Linked DNA regions of Mus musculus: regions 2 and 3 are each linked to region 1. A link is a contact called in public Hi-C and promoter capture Hi-C data. All regions are on one chromosome and are shown on one strand. Each heading gives the region's core, a stretch centred on a gene start, on an enhancer-like site or on the middle of the called end of the contact. The rest is flanking DNA. Distances are from core to core; before and after follow the strand shown.

The links. Hi-C and Micro-C count contacts between places; a contact is called where the count stands out from the background. Capture Hi-C pulls out chosen DNA fragments and counts their contacts.
Region 2: a contact with region 1 is called in a promoter capture Hi-C map of adipose tissue, with 2.6 times the contacts expected there. The contact joins the promoter of Pom121l2 here to the promoter of Zkscan3 in region 1. A contact is called at or near these places in 2 of 39 promoter capture datasets (liver and pre-B cells), 1 of 115 datasets of contacts at active chromatin or transcription factors (memory CD8 T cells) and 3 of 9 other capture datasets (adipose tissue, macrophages and pancreatic islet).
Region 3: a Hi-C map of uterus shows a contact between it and region 1. The contact joins the promoter of Zfp184 here to the promoter of Zkscan3 in region 1. A contact is called at or near these places in 4 of 39 promoter capture datasets (the C10 cell line, cranial neural crest, liver and 1 more), 1 of 484 Hi-C or Micro-C datasets (uterus) and 2 of 9 other capture datasets (adipose tissue and liver).

What each region holds. Positions count from the first base shown.
Region 1 is chr13:21,400,427-21,404,655 of GRCm38.p6, reverse strand. It overlaps Zkscan3 (zinc finger with KRAB and SCAN domains 3), which reads left to right and starts at 1,901. Exons shown (of 6, transcript NM_001145778.2): 1 at 1,901-1,984.
Region 2 is chr13:21,979,189-21,983,417 of GRCm38.p6, reverse strand. Pom121l2 (POM121 membrane glycoprotein-like 2 (rat)) reads right to left here and starts at 2,237. Exons shown (of 1, transcript NM_001162928.1): 1 at 1-2,237. The coding sequence starts at 1,857.
Region 3 is chr13:21,942,814-21,947,042 of GRCm38.p6, reverse strand. Zfp184 (zinc finger protein 184 (Kruppel-like)) reads right to left here and starts at 1,949. Exons shown (of 6, transcript NM_183014.1): 1 at 1,844-1,949; 2 at 1,244-1,487; 3 at 1-40. The coding sequence starts at 1,250.

The DNA.
Region 1 (4,229 bases), core at 652-3,151:
CCAAGTTCACATATCAGATATACTACATATCACATATTTATATTATGATTCATAACATCTAAGTTACAGCTATGAAGTAGCAATGAGAATAATTCTGTGGCTGGGATCACCACAACATGATGTCTCTTTGTGTGTGTGAACCACTGGGTTTAATTGTGTTTACTTGCATGACCATGAGTGGGGCTGTTTTGTTTTGTGAGGATGGCTCTCACCCTGTAATCCAGAACTCCAAGCTGGCCTGGAACTTGGAGCTGTAACTTGAAGTGGCTCTTCCTCCTCAGCTTCCCACATGCTGGGATCATAGGAATGAGCCAATTTCTCTGGCTTTCAACTATCTATCCTTAATAAATAAAGCCTTTCTGTTTCTGTTGAGGTCTCTTTTATATTTTCTTGCTACTGTAATGATTATCTTTTAAGGTGATGTTTTCTTATTTGTGTTTGTTATAAAAATGTAACTATCAATATCAATTTTGAAATTTTAGTAGCTTTGCTAAATTTGCTAATTATAAGTTGAAGATTAAATTATCTTGGCTTTTTCTATAAAGGGCATTCAGAATGGTCCTGAAAACTGTTATATGTTGCCGGGCGTGGTGGCGCATGACTTTAATCCCAGCACTCTGGAAGCAGAGGCAGGCAGATTTCTGAGTTTGAGGCCAGCCTGGTGTACAGAGTGAGTTCCAGGACATCCAGAGCTACACAGAGAAACCCTGTCTCGGAAAACAAAAACAAAAACAAAAACAAAAATACTGTTATATATTTATAATTAATAGTTTAATTTCCTCTCACTTTTATTTTCCCTTTTCATGCAGTTTCTAAACAAACATTTTCTTATGCATTTCCCTAGGGCTTCTTTATGACGATAGAGAACATATAATTTTCCTTTTTCTTGACATCACAGAGATTTCAGGAAGGCTATATAGGAGCTCATTCTTTTGCTATCTTCCCTTAGTTGTCCTTGGAAAAAACAAATTTTGAAAGTCTCTTGGTGCTAGAGTCATCTTTCCTGGATAATGTAGCTACCACCTGTGATCCAAGATGCTTTTCTTTATAAAGAATAGAGACCATCACTAAAAACCCAATTGGATACAGAACAAAGACTGACAGATCATGGTGGTCCCAACCCCAACAGATACATCCACATCATGTCTCCTGCATCTATGGCTCAGAGGACATGGAGGAAGAGGAGGCAAAAAAAAAATTGTAAGAAATCTAGGATGTCAGCTGTGAAACAGCCTCCAAGAAATGGCTGCATACACAAGACTGAAACAATTGCAGTATCAATAGACAATATCAATATCAATGGAAGGGGGTAAAATTTCACAGGGTGCCACCCCAAACCAAAGAACTACTGGCAACTATTGACTGCTGGGAAATGGAGAATTAGTCTCTCCCTAAGATGAGCCCTCTTATTAGCTGTCCAATGCAGTCTTGAAACCTTGAAATCATATGCACACAAATAACATATAAAAACAAAAACTTAGCCAGTGGAATATGTACATATATAGATACAGATATCTCTATATCTGTATAGATATAGATATATACTTGTTCATGCACATACATATATACAACATATATACATATACACAAACACACATGAATGTAGCAATAACAAAGAAAAGAGGCTATCAGCTTGAGAGTGAGAGGGTAGGAGAAAAGACTAGGGGGAGGAAGGAAAGTGATGTAATTCTACTTCAGTTAAAATTTTTTTCTTTTTAAAAGTCTTTTTACGAGGCAACCAAGAGGACGGAAAAAACTGGAGGAAGTAAAGGGAGGAGAGAAAATGTTGCATTGCTACTTCAGCTAAAAGAATTTCTTTTTAAAAGTCTTTTTACGAAGCAACCACTAAGAGGAGGGAGAAGGGGGGGATCATAGAGTGTCGCTGGTGCCTAGAGAAGCCGGAAGTGCTCTGTGCCCCGCCCCCCGGGGTCGGACTTTCGACACTTTTGTGACTGCGGGGTGCTACGAGGTGCTGCGTTCGCGGGTGGGTTTGGGTCCCGTCCTGTTACCGTCCTCCCGCAGGGGTCGGCTGCTTGTGGGGGTTGGGGGTGGGACAAAACATCTTCCTCCGCGGCCTAGTGGCGCCGAGAAGATAAACTCGGTGGCCACTTGGGCCGAGCGCCCGACAGGGCCTCGGGCGCCTCGCCTCAGGCCGGTTCCGGGTGTCTGGTCAGTCTCAGGGCGTTTGGCGATGGGATTCTCGGGTCTTGTACTTAAGCTTTGAAAATGGGAGACGTCACAGTTTTGCTTTTCCTGGAGACAAGGTCAGTTCCAAGGTCTTTATTCTGGGGTACTGGAAGAGAGCCAGAACTTTGGAATCGGGTTGCTTGGTCGAATCTGGCCTCAGCTCCTTTGTGACTTCTCCCCCCAGTCCCTTAACCTTTCTGTGTTTTGCTATTTTAGGGGATAATGATGTCGCCTAACTTACTGGATTGTTGTGAGGAATAAATGGCTTCATTTGTGCAAAGGTGCTTAAAATAGTACCAGGCACGGGGTAATCTGCACAGTGTAAAGATAGCTGTTATTATTCCTGTTGCTTTTCCTAACTAGGACAGCACTTTCTCTTCATCGATCAGCCTTGGTACTGGCTGTTGTCTTTTGAATGTTAGTACTATTTATCAGTTCTCTTTATAATGAATGATTTCTGTATTTTAGGAGGGAAAATAGAACATTCTGGAAAAGAGCCTATCCCACAGCAAAGAGTAAAAGTGGTTTGTGTAGTGTCTTGTAATGGTCAGGCTCACAGAGGTTTAAAATCCTGGGGATGCCTTTTTTTTTTTTTTTTTTTTTTTTTGGTGGGAGGAGGAGCTTGAGAAACAGGAGGAGCGTCTAACCGCGAAGGATTAGGACCCTGTTGTAAGCAGACATTGCTGCCGACCTGCCAGCTTTCTGACCCTCAGCGAGATTCCTCTCCAGTGTGAGAACCACACGGACGGCTGATAGTTAGAAGTGATGATAGGTAGATTGGCGATAGATTAGAGATAAGTCGATCTGATCCTGAGTTCCCACTAACACCCTTTGTTCTTTTTGCAGGTTTTTAAAGCTAATATTGACCATACACAGTTTGCCATGGTCATTGAGTTGATGCCTCTTGTGGTCTTTGAAAGTCCTTTCATCTTCCTTCTTTTTCTTAAGGAATTGGATCTTTAACCTCCTGAGGGTATACAGGGATCCCTGAAGCATTCTTTTCTCTATTTGTAACTTAACAAAAAACAAAAACAAAAACAAAACCCTTGTCTTTGGTTTACTTATTTGGCAAACGCCTGTGTTGGTAAACAGTCTTCTGATCCTGTACCTTTGTACTCTGCCCAGCTGGTGAGACTCCAGATAGGCAAGCTGACAAAACGTGAGTGTGTGAAGCCGTTATTAAGAATGTATCAGTGTTCATTTTTCTAGCCTCAGCTCTACTCTTCTTCCTTGATCCCAACAAAATGCTTTGGCCTGTACTCAGGAAAGAAAGAAGATAAGGTTTTGTTTACTATTTAAAATGACATTAGTAAAGATTTGAATGTGAATCAGAGAGAAACTCCATCTCACCTGCAGTAGTAGGCCCACCATTCAGCCATAAATCTTATAGTCCTCTTCAGTCATGCTTTTCCTGCCTTTCCCCCATCCGTCCTTACCAGCCTCCCTTTTCCTTCCTTTTCCTGCTCTCCTTCCCCTGTCTTTCTTTCATTCTTTTTACAGCTAACTAGAGGCCAAGACAACAGATCCCTTCATCTGCAGGTACAGCAATGTGCTATAAAGTAGGAGCTTTAATTTAGACATACTATCATGAACAGAATTGATAGTAATTCCTTAATATTGCATTCATGCTTTCCTGATTGACCCAAAAGTATCTTTTTACAGTTAGAGCATACTATATTTAAACTACATAGTACGTATAGAATTGCTGTCCCTTGTAATCTATGATAGTCCACCTTCCTTTTGCTTCCTCTTTAAAAATAACATTTATTTGTGGAAGAACTTGGGTTTTCAATATTCTCACATCAGTTGCTTTATTCTACTGATACTTTGAGGGGGGGGGAGAGGATCTTCTCTTTAGCTTCTTAGTTCTCAAACTTGGCTGCACTTTGGATCACACACTAAGTTCTCAGGTACTGAGGCCTGTGACCCACCCCCAGAGGCTAGTTCAATTCTCCTTGACTGTCCAACTATTAGGAGGCTTTCGAAGCTTCCCAGTGGTTCTCTTGCATACTATAACTTTAATCTTTTAATTTGTTCTTGTG
Region 2 (4,229 bases), core at 988-3,487, 580 kb before region 1:
AGCTCCAAGCAGGAAAGTGCTGCAAGAAGGGACAGAGCAAGAGTTGCCTGTGGTGCTGGTCACTATGTTCAAATCCACACCAGGGTCTTTGGATTTGCTGGCTGGAATGACAGACGTAACCACACAGGGGGCTGTGGTGGCTAGGCTGTGGAAAAGATGGGTAGAATCAGAACTCAGTGAAGAAGAGGGCTGCCTGGTGTGCACAGGAGCTGTCTCAGACATAGTTTGAAGCGGTTCTATACTGCCAAAGATAGGCTTGAAGGTGGGCCTTAAGATACCTGGAGTTGTAGAGGGAGAAGAGCTTGAAGAGGCCTCAGCCATGACAGAAATTCTGGAGTATGAGGCAGTTCTAACCTCAGTACTGTGAACAGGCCCCCAAATAGGTCTTAATGCTAAGTGAGAAGACGTCTCCACGGGAAGTACAGATGCAGGAAGATGGAGAATTGGGTTACTCACCACCCCAACCAAAGTGCTTTGTGTGGTGGGTGCTGTGGGGTTAATGACAGATGAGTGTGGGGGCACAGCAGACCTGTGAGCCCGAGGGATTGAAGATAGCCAGGTGGAATCAGTGACTGGTGTTGTGGGAGAGCTTGGAGACGCCTGGGTGGAAGCAATTGAGGGATTTGAGTCTGAAGAGATGCCTTGGATGTGCTCTAACTGTGAGCACCCGAGTGGGGCAGGCATATTCTTCAAGCTTTCCAGCTGAGGGTTCACGTGGGTGCTAAGAACTCTCTCAGAAGACGACCGACTGAGAGACAAGGTAGGCTGAATTCCAGCCCTCATCTCTGGAATGGAGTCTCCGGCTGTCCCGGTTGTAGCTTCTGTGGTTTGGTTGCTCGGCACAGCTTGCCCCTCTAATGTTGGGTCCTCTTCAGTGACAACAGGACCTTGCTGGCAAGGTATAGTTAGCAGGTCCCTAGGGCCAGACTGCAGTAGAGGAATCTCTCCATTTAGCTGTCCAGAGCTGCTGGGTGTGACTGAGAGGTGAGAATTAGGACTCTCTCCTGCTTTTTTCAATGGCCATTCTGGAGTCTGGACTAATGTCCTGAGAAAATGTCTCTTCCAAGATCCTGAGAGCTCTCTAGAAGAACTGTAAGAACTGGTAATAGCATTTCTTTTTGTGCTGGGGGGGCCTTGGGTATGTATGCTGGCCACAAGGGCCCCAGAGAAGCAACCGGATCTCTTACATTTATCATCTGAGCTCTGGACATGGGGTCTCCTTTTCAGAGACCCAGGCCTGGCCACAAACGAAACAGTGGCCCCACTTTTCAACAGGGGCTTAAAGGCGGACCATACGGAGGCCGAATGCCTTTGGCTGTCGGAGGTGTCCGGGAACAGTGGCTCTTCCCACCTGGCTCTGCCCTTCCTGCACTGGAGGAGGGCCCTCAGCACCGGGTCCTTTCCACAGGGCCCTGGTGGCTCCTCTGAAGGTCCCGCGGAGTTCACCACTCTTGAGACCGGGAACAAGGGCCGTGGTCTCCGCTCAGGAGGCGAGATCTTGACTGTCACCGGACTCCATGTGGCCCGAGGGTGACGAAGGGACCAAATATTACGCTTCAGGTAACTTTCCCACCAGTCTGAAGGAAGAGAGCCCATGATGGGGTTCTGTGGCCTCTTCATGGGGAAGCGCCTCCAGGCCTCACTGACGAAAGCGGTAGGGTTGGCGGGATCCCAGTTGGGCGGCCTCCGGGCCGGCCTGTGTCTCCGAGCGGGCTGGGCGCGGTGGACATGCTGCACCCGGTGGACCTGGTAGAGGGGCCTAGCGGGTCGGCGGCTCGCAGGCTTCTCCCCTGAGTCTGCGCGCCCCTGTGCTGGGGACCGCGGCGAGGACCCCGCTTTGCCCAGGTAGCTGCCCATGCTGAGAGGCGCGGACGGGCGGTGACTTCTAGCCCCGTTTCAACCTCGGCGGAGGCGGCCGAATCCAAGCATCCGCTGCTCGAGTGACGGTTGGGCCACGAGCGCCAGAAAAGCGCGAGGGAACTGGGGAGCTGGCGACACGCGGGCCACGGCAACCACGTCAGCCCGCTCTGGGATCTGCGGTCTGAGCACCACACTGGCAGAGCTCATGGGGGCTCGGTGTCTAGCATCCAGGCAGGACCCGGCCTTGGACCTGGATGCGCATTGGTGCGCGTCCCAGTTCCCCAAACTCTGAGCTGGAAGCGACTCTGGGTGATTTGAATCCCTTCATCGTACGAGTGAACGTACGAGGGAACGAGTGGGTGTGCTCGAGAGGGCACAGGACCAGAGGAAGATGGAACTGTTTAGGCAGGCTATAGGGCATTGTGACTTGTCAATGGGAAAGGCAGCAGCCAGCTGAGGTAATGTCTGTGAGTTCTATCAGAGCCTCCTCATGGCCAAACCCAGCATCATACCTTCAGGGGATAAAGTCAGGATTTGTAACCTTGCACCCTGGCGGGAAAGGGTCTATTTAGAAGACACTTGGAGCTCCTCTTCCCGACCAAACCTCTATTCACTTGCAGAATTAGTGTGTTAAACAAGTTGATAGAAGTTGAAGGTAAAACTGACTTCTTAGGGGGATACAGAAAGTTTCACTCTACACCCCTATGCTGGCCAGTGGACCAAAGTATCAAAGAACTCTGCCTGGCCATGAGCTAGAATCTTACATTTCACCCAAAACAAAACAAGTAGCTAACCAAGCACTTTCTCAAAACAGTATTGACAAGCAAGATGGCCAAGTCTGAGCATGCACTTGGTGGAAGGAGTGAGCTAACTCCCATAAGCTGTCCGCTGAGCTCCAAATACACAATATAGCAATAGCGTGTGTGTGTGTGTGTGTGTGTGTGTGTGTGTGTGTGTGTATACATACACACTGTATATACATACATACTGTGTATACATACACACTGTATACACGAAATGTAATTTTTAAAATTTTAAGTAAGGTGGAGAGACTCTCCATGAGCACACGAAAGTACCCCACACATACACAGAGCTACTGTAAGACATTCAGGAAATATAGAAAGTAGAAACTTCTATGTCTCAACAATAGAGCATCTATCTACAAATGTGAAACAGTTCTAGAAGTTCACACTGAGATGCCCCTAGCATGTAAGGAGGGTAGGAATAAATAGGGCTGTATCCAGCTATTAAGTGTCCCCAGGAGGTGGTTGCATAGAGAAACTGGGGAAGGAGGTGAACTAAAATTTGAGTGAGGATGACTGAATGGGACATACGTTTACAATGTATGCTGAGAAAATCATTCAATTGTGGGAGTTCACCACACATGTAACAAAACAGAGTTTGCAAATCCACAGGAATGATTGCTGGTTGCTTAAGACTGGGGCAGAAGGAAGAATAAAGGAGAGGACAGAAAGGTAACAGTATAATGATTTGTGTGCTATTGTTGTTATCTTTTGTTTTGTTTTTGTTTGGTTGGTTTGGTTTGGTTTTGGTTTTGGTTTTTGGTTGTTTTGTTTTGTTTTGTTTTTGAGACAGAGTTTCTCTATGTAGCCCTGGATGTCCTAGAACTCACTCTATGTTGACCAGGCTGGCCTTGAACTCACAGAGACCTACCTACCTCTGCCTTCTGAGTGCTGGGATAAAAGGTGTGCACCATTGCCCAATTGTTGTTATTTTTTAAGTAGTAAAAATTGACTATTGGGATTTTTTATCGACCTGTCTTAAAAGAACCAAACTGAACAACAATGGCCAGGAAAGAGTTGAAGTCATGAGAGCCAGTTTAGAAGTCTGTGTACTATCTTAATGCTGAGTCTATTTCCAGCAAAGGCAGGGGCAAAAACAAAAACAAACAAACAAACAAACAAAACCCCATGGCCAAGCCAACAGTTCCCTTTCAGAGACCTCCATCCAGGTAAGGCTGAATCTTTGTCTTCACCACAGAAAAGAATTTCAGGCCAGGCCAGTGTGAAGCAAAGTTAGAGATTGGGTATAGGATTCAAGGGGACACTGAAGCAGACTGTTGGGGCTAAGAAGTTTAACTAAGGAACACAGAAGAGCATAGCAGAGGCTCAGAGGAGAAGCAATCCCACGGGGCAGAGTCAGGGTTCCTTCTTATAAACGAAAAGGCCAGGTGGCAGAAACCATGCAGGAAGTGGTAAAGTGGGCAGGTGAGCTCCCTAAGACTGCCCATCACCCACTGCGATGTGGCACAACCCCAGAGGCTTGCTTCTTGCTACTGCTGTGCTTTCTCAGGTTTGTCACTGCGCATTTATCTGGCTTAATGTGAGTGGACCCCAGGAGACCCCCGC
Region 3 (4,229 bases), core at 700-3,199, 540 kb before region 1:
CGTCCCTCGTGGAGACTGGCAGAGTCTGCAAAGGACAGACCTAAAAAGGAAGAGGCCAGGCTAAATATGACCAGATCTGCTGCTGCCAGCAATCCAGAAAAATGTTTTACTTTTCTTCCTGGAAATAACAACTATGTCTCCCCTTCCTTTATATGTCAGAATCCCCCAACCCCCTAAAAGGTTCAACTGAGGCCTCTGTACCATCCTGAGAAGGCTCAGCAGAAACAAACAAACAAACAAACAAACACACAAACAACAAAAACCAAACTCTGCCTTAATATTCATCTTTGTCTCTTGACACTTCACATGGTTCATACAGAGAAATGTGAAGTCCTCATTGATGAAGCAAGGCACTCTTGCTGAGTCCTCTCTGCTTCACATAAAGCATGAGTAAACAGTAGGGTATAATAGTGCATGCCTTTAATCCCAGCACTAAGGACGCAAAACCTTGTGGGTCCCAGTGAGTTTATTCAGTGACACTCTCCCATACCTAACGAAAGTAAAGACATGCAAGCACACACTTATACACATAAAACAAAATCTTTTTAAAAAAATTAACAAAAATGTGATAAGGGAAAGATAGTAATAGATCATACTCTTAGGTATTTTTAAAAGGACATTTAAAGAACTGTTTAGTTTTAGGCATTGCAATGTAAGAAATATGCTAACTAGGAAAAGACTACTCAAAGAAGTCTAGCGATCTTATATGGACCTATCATAGGAAATGAGACTTAGGCTGCTTGACAGGGAACTTAGGAGTTCTAACAGCTGAATTCACAGGTAACGGCATCATTGTAAAATTACTGACAGTATCTGGTGCTTTTAAGATCTACACACAGGTTACAGGACTAGGCACTGTTAGTAAAAGGAACTAAAAAACAAGGAAACATTTGCACCCAAATGGTGAGTTTAAGTCCACACACACACTTGCACCAGAACAAGCTTGAAAAAATTGCTTTCTGCAAGATATTTCAAAACTAATCTTTGCAATAAGTTAAAACACCTTTTTTTTTCTGACTAAAGTTTTCTATTCGGAAATGTAATAAAAGAGAAATGTCAAGAGGATCAGATATTCTGAACTGTTGTTCCTTTTCAAATTCTGATGTCCAGAACTCAGAATTAATTCTTTCAAGCCTCTTTCGATGATGTAATTAGGTTTCTTTACCCCTGGCCACATTACTTCTTCCTCCCACCTCTCAGTTCGCCATACACCAGTCCTCTCTGCCCTGGCCATTGCCATTACCTGCCATCCCAGGAGCTCTACGTCTTCCGCTAGAACTTGGACACGTGGATACCTGGGCAGCTTCAGTTTGGGACTTGGATGTCCCGCTCTCCTTCCAGAGTAGGTGTCTTATGCTCTACGAGACTGGCCTACCAGGCACAGGATACACTCTGCAGCACGCGTCTTACAGTCGCACCTCAGACTCGTACAGAGTAGCCAAGAGGTCCTGTCCAAGATCGGACGTGCACAGGGGAAGTTTGGATTGCTACAAGAAACAAAAAGTGAATAGGGAGCGAACAGCTCTGCCTCGCTGCAGTAGAGACTCTGGGCGCCCACCTAGTCTTGGCCACCCGCCCTCCACAGGGTCTGCGATCTCCCACTTTCCCAGGCGGCCAGACACACCTGTTGCGGGGCACACCAGAAAGGCGGGCTGCTCCGCATTTTGCTGGCCCGGCCCAGAACAAAGGAACAAAGCCTTGGGGAACCCGCGGTCCCCGGCAACGCCGAGGGGAGGCGCGCCCCCTTCCCTGACTCCCCGGCTTCCTCCCGCGCATGCCGCACTACGCGAGCCCGCAAGGTGACGTCACACACCCAAGGCGCTGGTGGTTGCCATGGTGATACCTGGACTCCAGTCTTGTGACGCACTCCAAGGATCCTGGATCCAGATGACCTGGGATGGTCATCAAAACTCAGGCTGTGAGTTTACGCCGTGGGACGAGCCAAACGCCCACCCCTTTCCACGCCCACAGTCGGCTTAGCGGTCACTTCCGGTCGCGTAGACCCTTTCCCTTGGTTTCCCCCTCCCCGCAACACACAGGAGCGCCTCACCGGGGAACACAAAGGACCACAATTCCCAGAATGCAACGCGCAGTGTTTCTGAATTACTTTTCCCAGGTTTCCACAAATGCTGCAGTCCCTCCTGGTGGCTCGGGAGGTTGAACCTGCCTACCGTTTGTGTCCAGTGATTTGGATTGTGAGCAGAGGTGGCCATATATAGCGTTTGTAACCAATATTCACACACCCTCAGGGTTTTGGGCGGAGATGTTGGGGGCAGTACCATGCCCCTCAGGCTGGTCTCGAACTTGCTATATACATGTGGCTGGCCTTGAAATCCTGATCCACCTTCTCCACCTCCTAAGGATCTGACCTCCCCTCACAGAGAATTTCAAAATGCAAGCGTACATTTCATCGTTCAACCCTACTTTTATTACCTGGTTGGTCTGCATTCTCATTTATATGGTATTTGTCGTTTTGAAAATATTTTTTCGTTTTCATGTCTTCGAAAAACGACTCTCATTTTTTTTTTAAATACTAAAGAAGCCGGGAGAAGGTGATGGTACAGTATTTTACATACTGCACGTTTCCTTGCCTAGCACTTAAAGCATATCCATTAGTGCTCTAGACGAACACAGAAGATTGCAACAAATAGGTTTTTATGTTTCAAAGATGTGGCCCACTCATCTAAGGGCTTCTGTTCCTCCCCAGTTATTTGACAGAAGGGCTAAAGTGGCTCCCCTCCTTAGCTGAGAGCACCAGACCTGGAAATGATAATGCTACACATGAAAACTTTAAGGAAAGGGGATGATATTTAGAGAAATGGTTGCAACAAGACATTCGATAAAAAAGAGAATGCAAACAGCAATCATGTTTAGTTTTTTTTTTTTAATTGATTTTATGTGTCTGTTTGTGGGCATATGTGAAGGGACATGCTTTGGTGTCCAGAAAAGGATGTAGGAGCCCTTGGAACTAGAATTTATAGAAGACTGCATGCTTAGGACCAGACTTCTAACACTAGCTTTTCTGTTTGCTGGCTAGGAGCACCTCACAGGTTTTGGTTCTGGGAATGGGGCTCTGTTGAAATAAATGCCTGGACACATGAAAGTGACTTTGAAATTTGATTATGAGTAGAAGCTAGAAGAATTACTGAGTTATAGCATTTAAACTAAATTATTCTTAAAAGATGGATGCTGGGGATGGTGAGATAGCTCAGCGGGTAAGAGCACTAACAGCTTTTCAGGAGGTCCTGAGTTCAAATCCCAGCAACCACATGGTGGCTCACAACCATCTGTAGTAACATATGAGGCCCTTTTCTGGTGTCTAAAGACAGCTACAATGTACTTACATATAATAAATAAATTATTTTTTAAAAAGTCTCAAATGCCTTTAAAAAATGGATGCTATATAGACATTAGATTCTAGTGATGACTCAGATGGAAGTGAGGTGCATGGGAAACAGCTACAGTCATCTTTCATATATTCTCATGGTTAGGACAGTCAACCACATGTCTGTTTACTACACTGAAAAATCCAGACTGGGAGATATTTGAAAACTGTAATGACAATTTTGGAATTTTGGTTGTTTTTTTGTTTTTTTTTTTTTTTTTTTTTTTAAGAAATATAAGAATGTGTTCTAGTTTTAATCCCAGGTGTGGGATTACGAGGCTGCTTCAGACTGTCCAAAGCAGTTGATTATGATTTACCTCATGCTCTAGCAGAGGCATGGTTTTGCCAGCTGCAGATTGTTTCTGCAACTATGTGACGTTTGGGATTTTAGGAACCTTTCAAACGCTAGGGCACTGAGAGGTGGGGTTGGTGGTTGGTGGTCATTCAGATTGGTTGTAGTTTGTTAGTCATGCTCAAGAAGAAATAAGAAAAAAAATAGATTCAGATCTCTCCCTCTCCCCCTCCCCCTCTCCTTCTCCCTTCCCCTTCCCCCCCCCTCTCTTTCCTTCTTTCTCTCCTATCCAGTGATAGGGGATGAAACCAAGGGAATAAAGGGTGGGAAAAAGAAGAGTCCACAAGTAGCAAAGTAGCAAAGACCAGGTACAAAAAAACACTTGCCTATTAAAGTATTTGTACCAAAAATATAAAAAGAGCTTTTAGAAGTAGAGGAACAGGTGGTTCAGTGGTAGTTTTTGCTTAGTCCTGGTTTTAAAATCCAGCAGCAAAATAAACTGTTATTTTAATAATATTCTTAACAATGCTCAATAAACCATCCAATTTAGAA